Linked DNA regions of Arachis hypogaea: region 1 is linked to region 2. A link is a contact called in public Hi-C data. All regions are on one chromosome and are shown on one strand. The core of a region is the stretch at or near the end of the contact, and the rest is flanking DNA. Distances in the headings are between cores, read along the strand shown.

Region 1 (6,885 bases), core at 1,669-4,168, 170 kb before region 2:
TGCTTGATTTGTTGAAAAACAAATTGTCTTAATAATAAGATATGTATAAAACCATTTATGTATGTTATGCTCTTGCTGGTTACATTACTGGTCGGTGGCTCTTTATTTTTATCTTCAAAATTTTATTTATTTATTTTGTGATGGAAATTAACAAAGTATATGGTATGCTCTTGCACATGTTGTGAAACATGGCCAACCAAATTAAGGCACTTCACATCTTTTATGAATATAGCACTATTATTGGAAATTAATCATATAATGACGGAGCTTAAATAAAACAAAATCAAAGATGAGCACTAAGCTTTATGTTATTGCGATGCTTGTAATGTATATGCTGGACCCATGTGAGATTCAATCAATGGTATGGTATGTTGGTTTGGCATCCTAGCGTTTTCTTTCATAAAAGCCTCTAATATGGTTGGTTAAACCATCACCTCTCCTTTATCACTTGGTATTAAAATATTTATTAATATAATATTTGTTTTTCTTTGTGGATTTTAACCTTTTAAAAAGAAAGACTTACAATTTTACAAATGTATAAAGTATGTGAAAAGATTTGTGACTTTAAGCATTGTTTGTCTCTTAGCTTCATTCATATAAAAAATTTCATTTCTTAGAGGGGAAATAAATTAATAAAGAAAACTTTAATATGTTCATTTTACACAGAAGTGACATCCAGCACCTTGTGAGCTGTGAGGAATCCATCTTAGCAGAAATTAGTGATAGATAATAGATGATATAAATATCTGAATATTTTATTTTATATATAATTTAAATTCATTTTTCAAAATAATTGTTAAACACACACATTTTAATAAGAAAGTAATTAATGAATTTTAACAAACTTTAAAACTTTATAAATAGACAAACATATCTAACTAAACTCGCAATCTGTATTATTATTCCACTTTTTTGTTTATTCAATGTATTTAATAAGAATAAATATAGTATTAATTAAGATGGATGGATATTTAAGTCTCATAATAAATTAGTAGTCATATTTTAAAGTGTTCAGAAGGTATAAAAAAAATTTAACTATTTTAGATCCTAAAAACACATTTTAAGATTATAAATTGAGAAAGTTCATATTAAAAATTCAAAAAGTCTAAATTTTCAATGCATTTATTTTATATTTATTACAAGAAAAGATTTAAAATTTTTTATATAAGATGCCACTCGTACGGGTTGTAAGAGGGATCGGGGACTGGCCGGTCTTAATGGCAACGGGTCGGACTCTTGGAGCAACTGACGCCCAAGTCAAAATGGATCTTAGAGGTAGATGAGGGTTGAGAGTATGTGACGTACCTGAGGGAGCACTTGACTCCCTTTATATAGTTTGAGTTTGTTATCTTATCTTATCTTATCTTATTGGCTAAGATAAGAGAAGTGTTTGAATTTGAATATTGGTTAGGGATTTATGGTTAGTGGATCAGTTTGGACCGCGGTGGTGGCCTGAGCCCAAGAAACTAAGTCGTAACTTGCTCTGATAGGGAACCTAGGGGTCGAGTCCGGAATAGTTGCCCCTGGAGCGAGAGAGGTGCTTGCTTATTCTCGTCGCTGGAGGAGTTCGTTTCGCCGTGTGGCCGCGAGCCTGGCTCAGGGGATGGTGTACCATCCATGGTTTATGGTGGAGGTCGAGAGTCCGTGAGGGGTTTGAGTCCTCCTTCATCTGATCGTTTTCATTTTTCGAAGGGGTGTCCCGTCAGTTGCGTTTTCTTAGGCGTCATAATAGCGCTTAAATGTGAGGGAGGAGTTTTCCCCATTTTGTCCTTGCATTTTTATATTTTTCAATTTGGAAAGTTTCGAGGCCTTTTATTTTCCTTTGTTACAACCGTTCCCTCTTCTTTCTCCTAGTCATCTCCTTTATGTCTTTATGCAACCATTTCTGCAACTTTTCCTTTGACACTGCATTCGTCTGGATTGTTGGTTTCTACTTGTGCTATTTCTGTCCTTCGCGCCTGTCACAATTCCTACTTTCAACTTCTGAAAACCAGGTTGGTGCCTTCGTTACTCTGTGCTTCCCCTTTTTGTTTTATTTCATTTATGTGTTTTTCATTTGCTTGTTTCTTTGCATTTCCTTTTTGGTTTGTTATTTTTGTGGATATTCCTGCATTTAGTGGTGGGGGAATGCTAATAAAGACTGTTGCGTCTTAATGTGGTTTCAGGGATTCAATGGGATTTGGTAATTTGTTTGATTGTAGTTTCAGATATAGGTAGGAATTTTTCTATGGTTTAATTACTCTGCAGGTCCCTATAGTTTCACCAAATTTTCAATTAGATCCCTATACCTTTTTTCTTTTCAATTGGATCCCTATACGTTATTGTTTTTTCAATTTAGTCCCTCTTAACGTTAAACGTCAAAAAAACGTTAATAAATTATAAAATTACTTATATACCCCTGTTGGTTCTAACTTCTTATTTCTCATATATTTCTCTTTTTCAATGTTTTCATTTCTTCTCAATTTTCTTTTTGAACCAACCTATAGTAAAATTCAAATGCTCCATCACTACATAAAAAAATGAAAAAGAACCCTCAGAAACCAACATCATCGCAGCAATAACAATCAATATTCAACAAAATTCATAACCCGCACAAAATTTAACAAAATTCATAACAGGCAAAAATTAAGAAATCAATTCAAACAAAATTCAGAAATTCAAAATGAAAAACTCCTGCATATATATCTTCCTCCAAGGGCTTCTTAGGCAAATAGTATATTAGAGGCTCTGCTTTAGTCCTGGAAAAATGCATGCCACATTCAATAAAAAAAAAGCCAAAAATGATCAAAGAAAAATTCATATGTCTACCTAAAGGGAAGATAGCGATTTGTGAGAGAGGGATTTGTCCAAGAGAGCAAATGGGTCATGTGGTGAAAAATTTAGGTAGGGTTGGAATGATTCTCACCAACACTGAAACATGCGGAGAGGAAAGATGGTAAAAAATCTCAAAAATTATGTCTTAATAAACAAAAATGCCACCGCAACTTTTTTATTTCTTGGAACAAGGTTAGGGATTAGGCCTTCACCTTTAGTAGTAGCATCTTCATCAAGAGAGCCTAATTTCCTCTCACTTGAAGTTTTGAAGCCAGATTTGGTTGCTCCTGGTGTGAATATTCTTGTTGCTTGGAGTGAAGATGTTGGTCCATTAGGGTTGAGGGTGAAGTTCAGCATAGTTTCTGGAACCTCAATGTCAAGCCCTCATGTGAGTGGTGTAGCTGCATTGATTAAGGCTAAGCATCCTCAATGGAGTCCAGCAGCTATAAAATCTGCACTGATGACAATAGCTTATGTTGTTGACAACACCATGAAGCCTCTGAAAGATGTATCAAATGCTGAAAAGCCTTCAAGTCCTTATGATCATGGTGCCAGTCATATTAACCCCACAAAAGCACTAGACCCAAGTTTAGTCTATGATATCAAGCCACAAGATTACCTTGATTTTCTATGCACTCAGAATCTAACTCCAAACCAGTTAGGTGTCTTTGGCAAATACGCAAACAGGTCATGTGCATATTCTCTAGCTAGCCCTGGTGACTTAAACTACCCTGCAATTTCATTGGTGTTTGCTGAGAATAAATCTATTTCAGTTATGAAGTTCATAGACCTTATAAATTTGTTTAGTCTTTTATGATGCTCACTCCATCGAAGAAATAGCAACTCCTTAGCAGCCACATGTTGTTGCAGAGCCAATCCAGAAAGCAAGACGAAGTTGAACAGCGGTGTGACAAGGCGATTCGTGGCGAGGCGATACAATGGGCAAGGCAAACAAACGGAGCAGAGCACCCGAGGATGACGCAGACGGACGATGACCACCCAGCGATGGACAAGGACGACGCCACGGAAGACGGCAGCAGAGTGCGATAGAGGAGAAACCCAATTCGAAGCATATGAAACTAAGTCAGGGCTGGTCATGTTCTCTAATTTGGGGAACAAAATGCAAAGGGTATTATTGGTATTTTAAAAAAATGGTGGAGATCTCAATTAAGCACTGTAACTCAATTAGGAGAATATTCCATTTTTAACCGAATATTCTATTATTTTAAACAAATTTGTCACGGTAGGGACTAAATTAAAAAAAATTAACGTATAGGGATCCAATTGAAAAAAAAAATATAGGGACCTAATTGAAAATTTGGTGAAACTATAGGGACCTGCAGAGTAATTAAACCTTTTTCTATTTATGTGTTTTCTAGGTAGTGGGCTGACAGTGAAAAAGTTCTAATTTGGATATAGGTATGGTGCGCCAGAGGGGAGTTCAAGGGAACCCGGGTCCTATCTTCCCAGTGGGGGGTGTGCCAAATTGTTACCACTGGGTAACGTTTAATGTTTCCGGCACACCCTCTCAGTTGGATGAGGAGACCTCCAGAGGCTCCGTGATGAAAGGGCCGTGTTAGACGGTGAGGCGGCGGGACGGTACGAATTGGCGCTTGCCGATGAAAAATGAAAGGGTTTGCTATCTTAACGTGCATTTCCCTCATGTCCCGGGCTGGATTTGGGTGCATGAGCCTCTTTTTTACTATGTTATTGGTTCGTCTACCCTTTTTCGAGTTCCAGGTATCTCTCCTAAGTTGGGTTTCTGCAGTGCTGTCTCAACTGCATTCGAACAGCTGGGCGGCTATTCGAACTTTTGAGCTGGTTTGTAATTTTTAGAGTTGTCAGCTCGGGTCGAAGTTTTCTTGTTTTTCTTCTTATTGACCATCCTGCATAAGGAGGGAAAACATAGGAAATGGTATATTTCTTTCCAAGCCCAAACAAACCGCCGACTCTTCAACCTGTTCGAGGACTAGTTTTATGGGTTCAAGTCAGAGTACTTCAAGTTCCGACCAGTCGAGGGTTGTCACCCTTTTTGGTTGTTGCTAGAGGGGGGAGCACCGGATTTGTCCGTATTGGAATTTGGTGTCGGGGCTTCCTACATGACGAGGGTGGCCTATGAGGGACTGGCTTTCGAAAACAAAGAGATTGCCAATGTCCTGTTGGCTCTCTTCGAGAATCGGCCTCTGAATCCTTGTGACGTGATGGGGGATCCCAAGGCGGGTAGATCTCACATTGGTAGGTTTTTCTCATTTCTCTATGTTTGAGTGTTTTGTATTCCGATTATGTAGCTTATTTAATTTCCTATTTCTCATGCCTTGCAGTTGGGATGGCTAGTGGGCTGACAACTTTACAGCGCTTGAAACTTCCTTTTGTGGAGACTCCAGAGGCTGGAGTCGAGGGGTCCTCTCAGTCAACCCCTTCGACGGCTTCTGTCCCGAGCTCTCAGACGGTCTCGTAAGAAATCGTCTAGAAGGGGGTTACCGGGGACAATGAGCTTCTGGAGATTCCGATCCCGAAGCTTGATCAGAAACATACGAGGCCAGAGGGAGATCATCATGAGGGGTTAGTGCAGGCATGGTCATTCCATGTGTAATGGATAGGTTTTTCCATGCTCCCGATTTTATCGACCGACATTTGCTGCCTAGTACCGACGAGTTCTTCAAGGATTGCTTCCTTTCGGGCCAAGCCAAGTCTGTCTACCGTGCCCTTCTTCGATCCGCAGCTATTATCCAAAAAGCCGAGTCAGCGCTTTTACAAACCTTCCGTTTGGATGGGAAGCTTTGGCAGGCTCAGGCGAATATGATCGTTCTGAACGGGCAGTTGGAGGCAGCTGAGGTCGCTTGGGCAAAGGCAGCCAAGGATGCCGAGGACGCTAGCGCTGAGATAGTGAGGTTGTTAAAGCGAGAGACCGAGTTGTCGATCTAGGTCGCTAGGGCCCAGAAGCTGGCTGCCGACGTTGAGGCCGCGACTGTTCTACCCGTTCAAAGGCAACGGCGGCGAAGGCTGAGGTGGAAACTTTGAAGAAGCGAAATGCCAGCCTTTTGGCTAATGCTCGGGCGACCCTCAAGGCTACCGATGATGCATTGAAGGCGCAAGTCTTGGTTCTGGCCCCGAGTTTGGATGTGTTTGTAATGGGAGCTTTCCAGACTGTAAAGGATGGCCAAATCGTGGTTTGGAGTAGCCTGTGTCTGATTTTATATTTTATTTGAGAAGTTTATTGGCCGTGTCTTTGGTGTTATACTCTTTTTTATTGAAACAATTTTAATTTTTCTGTCTTTGTAAGCCATTTTTTCAACTTGTTGAACAATGTTTTGGATGGCCTCTTGGTGGGCTTAGTTTACTTATGTATAAATAGTAGGCCTTTTTGGTGAGCCATTTTCGATACTTGTGTTTATTTTCTTGTTTTTTGGATATACGTGTGCTGGTCTCAGGGATGATTGGACCTTGGGGGTAGCCGTTTACTTATGGCGTTGGTTCAGCGAGAACATGAAAAAAATAGTTTTAAAAGGAAAATGTAAGCATGATTTTATTAAGGGTTGGGCCTCATTAAAACCTCTCGTTAGAGAAAGAAAGAGTGTCCGACAAGGAAAACAAAGGTAGCGATAAATGAAAAAGGAAAAAGCTAATGGAAAAGAAAAGAAAAAAAAGAGAAAAAAAATCAGAGCATGACTTTAATTTTCTCGAGGTACCATCTTGGCTTATGTGTAGTATTGTCGTATGTTCGCGGCATTCCATGATTTCGGTAACTCGGTCCATTTAGCTGTTCGAGCTTATAAACTCCTTTTCCGATTACGGTTTTTACTCAGTATAGCCCCTCTCAGTTAGGTGTGAGCTTTCCTTCCCCCGGGGTGGGGAGCCAATGTCGTTGCATTGTAAGACGAGGTCTCTTGGTCTGAAGTCTCGCATCACTACGCTGCGATTATACCTTAGGCTTACCCTTTGTTTTAGGGCGAGTTCCCACAGGTGTTCTATGCTTTTGACTTCGTCTGTGAGGTCCTTCTCAGCGCTCTTGTCGTCTCCTCCCACGGTCTTCCGTGGGCTAGGATCCCCGACCTATACCAAAATGATGGC
Region 2 (6,143 bases), core at 150-2,649:
ATAAAACATATGATTTATATTTATATTTATTAGAGTTTACACGTATAAATTAACACAACTTGCATTAATATTTATTAAAGTTTATGCATATAAATTAAAAAAAATTATTTATTGAAGACAATTTAATGTTTGTGCTAATTAAATACTGACCAAAATTATTAAAAATTGCTGCCCAATATTTTTCGTTATCCTAATTATTAAATAAAAGAACTTAACATCTTAACGAATTTTAGTGGTTAATATTACAACATTGACTAAGTTCAAATAATAATAATAATAATAATAATAATAATAATAATAATAATAATAATAATAATAATAATAATAATAATAATAATAATTGGAGCAAGGAAACGGAAATTACGACATTAACAGGAAACAGAATGAGAATACCAACATAATAATAAAGAAATCCACATAGGTAGATTCTAGTTTATTTCAAAATACGCCATTTTAATTATATATAAGTAGCAGAATAATGTTCAGCATTCCCTGCATCGCTCTCCAATTCCAATTTTCAACTTTCAACCAACCCTGCAAAAGATGCAGCAACAACATAAGGGAGAAAACATTAAAATCCAAAAGTTGAAGAAGCATAGTCTAAGAATCTAAGTTGAAGATTGACTAAGAAAAAAAACAAAGAAGTGATTTATAAAATATGAAAAGAACAAAATGGAGTTTTCATTCTTCTTTGTACATTGACTTCATATTCTCTATCATTAAATGGTATGAGATTATCTGGCACGAGCCTCACACCTATTTAATAATAATTAAAAATACAAAAAAAAAAACAACGTAACTTTGCTCTGTGTATGAGAAAATATTAAATTAAAAAATATATTAAATATTTAATTTGTCTTCTAAAATTATTACAATTTACAAACATATTATAAGGTATTTTATTTAAAATAACACATGGACATGCCGTATTTTATTTAAAAATGTAAATTATGTCAAAATTATCTATGCCTGTAAATAATATAATTATTTAAAAAAAAGCCGATTAATAAGGTAGTATTTCAAAACAATATTATATATGTAATAAGTGATATTTTCATTACTTGGAGCAATCAGCATTGGGGGAAACAGAGATGGGAAGTGATACTCCACAGTTTCCAGGGAGAGCCTGAGCCAGTTGTGAATTAATGTTGAGACTCTTGGAAGTGGATTTGATGCAGTTGCATGCAGTTTTCTTATCAGCAGAGGTTGCTGCAGCAGCTGCAAGAGCTTTAACGCCAGAGCAACATGGTCCTGGTGGTTTACCACTTCCACTCATCAAGTAATTCACACAAGGCTTTAGGTTCTTAATCACATCACTGCATGATGAAATTGTAGCCTCAGAATTAGTTACTGAGGTCACTAAAATCATAAGAACACATGTAGCAGCAACTGATTTCATGCTTATTTAATTAATTGTTATATGTTGTGGTGGTGATGGTGGTTTCAATTTGCATTGTTGGTCCATGTTTAGACATTTTTATAGGATCAGAGGAAGCTAAAAACTACAAGTAAAAATAATTATTAAAATAAAATTGTTAAATAGAGTACAAGAAAGATAAGTTTGATTTTAATTGTACAAGAAATTGTTAAAATTTCAAGGTTAGGTGGAAGTAACGAAGAAGGGGTTATTCAGTTTCAACAAGTAATATAAGTTGCACAAGATAATTGGTGCATATATAAATATTTTACGGTTTTCAAATCATGTAGGAATTTGATCACTATGGACATTTAATTATGTGCTGGTTGGTAGTAAACCTTGTAAGAGTTGTTTATCACTATTGCACACTTTGTTTGTAGTGTTGACAATGAACCATCCAGGAGCAGAGCAGAACCATGTGTAGGATTCACGGCCAGTAAACTAAAAAAAAAAATAGTGAGAGTCTTAATTTATTTTCTAATTTTTTTTTTAAATTTTGCGATTAAAAAAAATTTTGAACTTCTAATTATCTTCTCAATATTTTTAAAAAATAACATTTAGGACAAATTGCACATTTAAATAAAGTAGAGTAAAATTATTTAAATAAAACATTTCTAAAATAGTTACAATAGTAGTTTATCAAGAAACAACTTTCAGACGTAAACTGCAATAGATTGTAAGGATTTATGAAAATATTCAAATTTTATATCCAGATCTAAATTCACCTCAATTCATAGTTCTTTAACACGGTGCAGTGAACATGAAACTAAGGTGAAGCAAGCTATTTAAAAAAAATGACCTATTAAAAAAAGCCGTTGATCCATTGACCCATTGGACTTTTCTTAAATAGTCCAAACTATCATGTTGGAAGCCCATATATAATTCTACATACCGGGATTTAAATGTGCGGGCCTTAATAAGCTAGGTCAGTTAATTTAATTATAAAATTCTAATTTTTTATGATTAAAAATTTATGATATAAAATTTAAAATAAACAAAATAATTTTAAAAAATTAACTGATATTTGTTGACAAAAGTTGATTCGTTAAGTTTACCCTTTATTATATCATATATACACGCACATATAGTACTCTTTAGACTTTACAGATTGATAGCTCTAAAATAGAAATTAATTAACCTCTATTGTGCGAAGGAAATGGATCTTCTCCGGTTTTTTTAACACTTGAGGAAATGCAGTGTAATCTCTCGCCATTAATTTTATAAGTGTGATCAAAATTAAATATGAGAGAGAACATTGAAGGGTGAGAGATTACAATTGACATCATCCAGTTTTTTTTTTACTGGAGAGGATCTACTCCCATTGTGTGAACCAACTAAGGGGAAGTCATGGCATTCATGAATGGAATTTTCTGATAGATACACTCTTTTCTTAGATATGCTACATCTATTAGTTCTCTTTTAATTTGAAATTAACACAAGAAATAGAATCGTAAATTTCTAAAGGACATATTGCAGAAAATCAACCAAAAACTTTACTCTTCATAATGTACCATAACTGCTCCTAACATGATGCATATCATCAATGTACATAAACCAAGCGGACAAGACAAAATCACCAAGTAGATTAATGAATCTGTTCCCTAACAAGATGAGAAAACTAATTTAAGTCTTTCAACATGTGCGATGGCATATATGTAATGTTTCTTCATTCTCTTAACCTGCATTCTAGCTAAAAGTTGGTGATGCATCTCAGCATATACCTAAAAAGAGTACACCAAAATAAGAAATCAAAATGGAACTAACGAATTACAATCCTATATAATCCAAATTACCAGAAACCAAATTAAAAAGTCGTAAACAGGAGTGCAAGCTTAAAAAATTGTGTTCACAAAAGTTTAACTGAATCATAACATTTGCAATATACAGCAAAAACTATTCATGCATTTCTAGGAATAGAAGATCAACTTAATACTTCTAGTGGATATGCATTTGTACTGAAATTATTCAAAGAAATCCACTAATGATTACCGGTAAATGCAGAACGTCCAATTATTTTGAGTTCACAACAAAATGAAGCGCGTGAGCCACTACAACTTTTCTCTTAGGATCTTGAATCCCCAATAAATATTCATAGAATAGATGGAAGAGGAAGGCACCCACCCTTCACTTTCAACATTGACTGAATTGTTCACTGTTATTTAGTTAGTCAAATAACAAACTCTATCTTCCTCTTGGATCCTGGCCCATCTGAGATGATTGAGACTCTGAAAAAAGCCAGCTTCTTTCTCCATTCTGGTTGAGGAAAAAAACATGACAATGATTCATAATAGCATTCTTCCTATATCAATAGTCTGCCATATCAAAGTACAATCAGTTAACTCAAATAAAGAATTTAAAATATGTTATATACAGCTATCAGCACAACGTCAAAGCCATCAATATTTTCAACCTCACTTTTTCATATATAAGCTTAAAAGCAGTGATGCATCATATTCATAAGTTGTTAGGATGAAAAAGATAGATCATATTTTAGCTCATTAGCTGGGGAAAAGCAAGCTATTTTATCATTGAAACAAGAAATAAAGCATGAGAGGATGACATATCTGTACTTTTGCATATCCATTCTCAGAATCACAAACAAATCAAATATAATACATATTGTGTCTGTGGCAAAATCTATGGCAAATAAACTTCAACTTTCTTTTCTTTCTTTAACAAAGATTCTCAAGGACAAATAAGAAACAATCAAAGCACTAAGCTCCAAATTAGTAAGAATGAGTATAAAATAGAACAGAATAAGAATATATTCAAATACAAAGAAGCAGTAGATATAACGAGTAATGACCAATAAAATGAGACCCTAACACAACATAAACTCAAAAGTAAGAATAAGGGTGTAAAACACTAACATGTGGGATAACTTATATGGGTAGTTCATCTTCTACAACTAATTCAACCTAAAGAACATTGCGCAATATCAAGTTAAGATCATTTCCAATAACCCTTTGATACTTGTTGATAATCTGCCCCAAGTCTACTTGTCAAGTCATCAACTGTTTCATAGTCAAAAAATGATATATCCTACAATAAGAGTACTGCAAAATGAGTTAAACCATACACCAAGAAAACATAAATGAGGGCAACAAACTTATAGTGTTATTAACTGCTGCTACAAAATGTTCCTCTCATGTTCTCATTCTCATCATTTCCTATTAGAATTCTCTCTCTAATTCTAATTTTTCCTTCTCTTGTCTTTATAGCTATGTAATTTGCTGTTATTTAACACTTATAAAATGAGTTCCTGATGAGAAAAAAATACAAAATCTTCACATACAAAGTTAAACCTCATATGTATATCTAAATATTAATACAACGATAAAATCCCATAAGGTACACTGCATCTCATTCTAGCAATATATTCAAACAACATAATACAATTTTATTACCGACCCAACCCTCGAGTCCCGCACCCGGAACGGCCTCCAACTCCGATACCCAGGGTTGGCCCCACCCCCTTTCTCTAGAAGGTCCAGACTGGCCTCCACATCTTCTAACCAATATTCAAATTCAAATACCTCCTTTATCTTAGCTAAATAAGATAAAATAAGATAACTTCCACTAACTATATAAAAAGGAGTCAAAGATCCCCTCAGGTACGTCATTCGTTCCACACACTTTATACTTCTCAGATTCATTCTGACTCGGACATCGAAATTTCTTTACATGTACCACCCCCATTGCTCCAGTCAAATGATCCGTCAATCGCCTCGACCCGTCAGTTCCCGATCCATCTCACAACCCGTACTAGAGACTTCTATTACAAATTCTAAACAAGAGCAAGCTAAATTCCACCACAATACAAAGATCGAGTTTAATAGTTGAGCAATCTTACTTCTGCAACATAGAGGAAAACTAGTCCTTCTTCTTAGCATCAGGCTTGCTGTTCTTCCCAATATCATCACCATCCTCCTCCTCTTCAGCCTCAGTATCACTGTTAACAACTTCATCCTTATCCATAGCTCCTTAGCCAGAAAATCAACGTTCCTATTCCCGCCATCATCAACCTCATGATCTGTAAAATCCAGTTTGGTCTTGGGACGAATCATATCAAATCTTCTTTTTCTTCACTACTTTTTTTTACCAATTCACATACTTAAGTGTTTGATTCACAATAATTTATCTCTTTCCAATTAAAATTAATGGCACTCAATTTGACAAGTGATGCATGCACATCTTTAGTAGTTTTTAGTTGTTATTTCTTTAAATAGTAATAGTGATTTATTATTTTTATTAAGAATTTCATGCTTTTAATCTATGTTCTTAGTATTTTCTTCCTTAAATTTAAGATAGAGATTTTTCTTTGCTTTAATTGAGATTTTTAGTGCTTTGATCAATACTCTTTGGAGTTATTTTGTGCTTTTATAAGTGTAGGAAATGAAACAAAAATCAAAAGAACAAAGGAGGAAACTAAGGACACACTTTGGAATAAAAGACACACTTTTAAAATCAAGGACACACTTTTTTCAAAGACCAAAATCAATACATTTAGGCCTGGAAGCTTTGCCATCCAACGTGGAAGTACTGGCATCTAACGGCATTTCTGCATACGCATACTCCACACGTGCACACAATTGGTAAAATAAGCGAAATCTTGTGTATGCACAAATGGTGACTTCAGCAAGGTCATGTGTATGCATAACCCATGCATACGTATGATCTCTGTTTTACATTTCACGCTAGTTTTGTGATCTTCTACGCAGAAGCA

What was found. A called contact is a pair of places that touch in the nucleus more often than the background predicts.
Region 1: a Hi-C map of an unstated tissue shows a contact between it and region 2, with 3 times the contacts expected there. The contact joins the promoter of LOC140174358 here to the promoter of LOC112703030 in region 2. A contact is called at or near these places in 4 of 8 Hi-C or Micro-C datasets (leaf and an unstated tissue).

Annotation. Positions count from the first base shown.
Region 1 is chr7:49,401,025-49,407,909 of arahy.Tifrunner.gnm2.J5K5, reverse strand. It overlaps LOC140174358 (subtilisin-like protease SBT1.3), which reads left to right and starts at 2,918. Exons shown (of 2, transcript XM_072198803.1): 1 at 2,918-3,586; 2 at 3,685-3,864. The coding sequence starts at 2,918. The coding sequence ends at 3,864. LOC112703032 (protein neprosin) reads left to right here. Exons shown (of 7, transcript XM_025754328.3): 7 at 1-62.
Region 2 is chr7:49,229,041-49,235,183 of arahy.Tifrunner.gnm2.J5K5, reverse strand. LOC112703030 (non-specific lipid-transfer protein 8) reads right to left here and starts at 1,399. Exons shown (of 1, transcript XM_025754327.2): 1 at 1,058-1,399. The coding sequence starts at 1,399. The coding sequence ends at 1,058.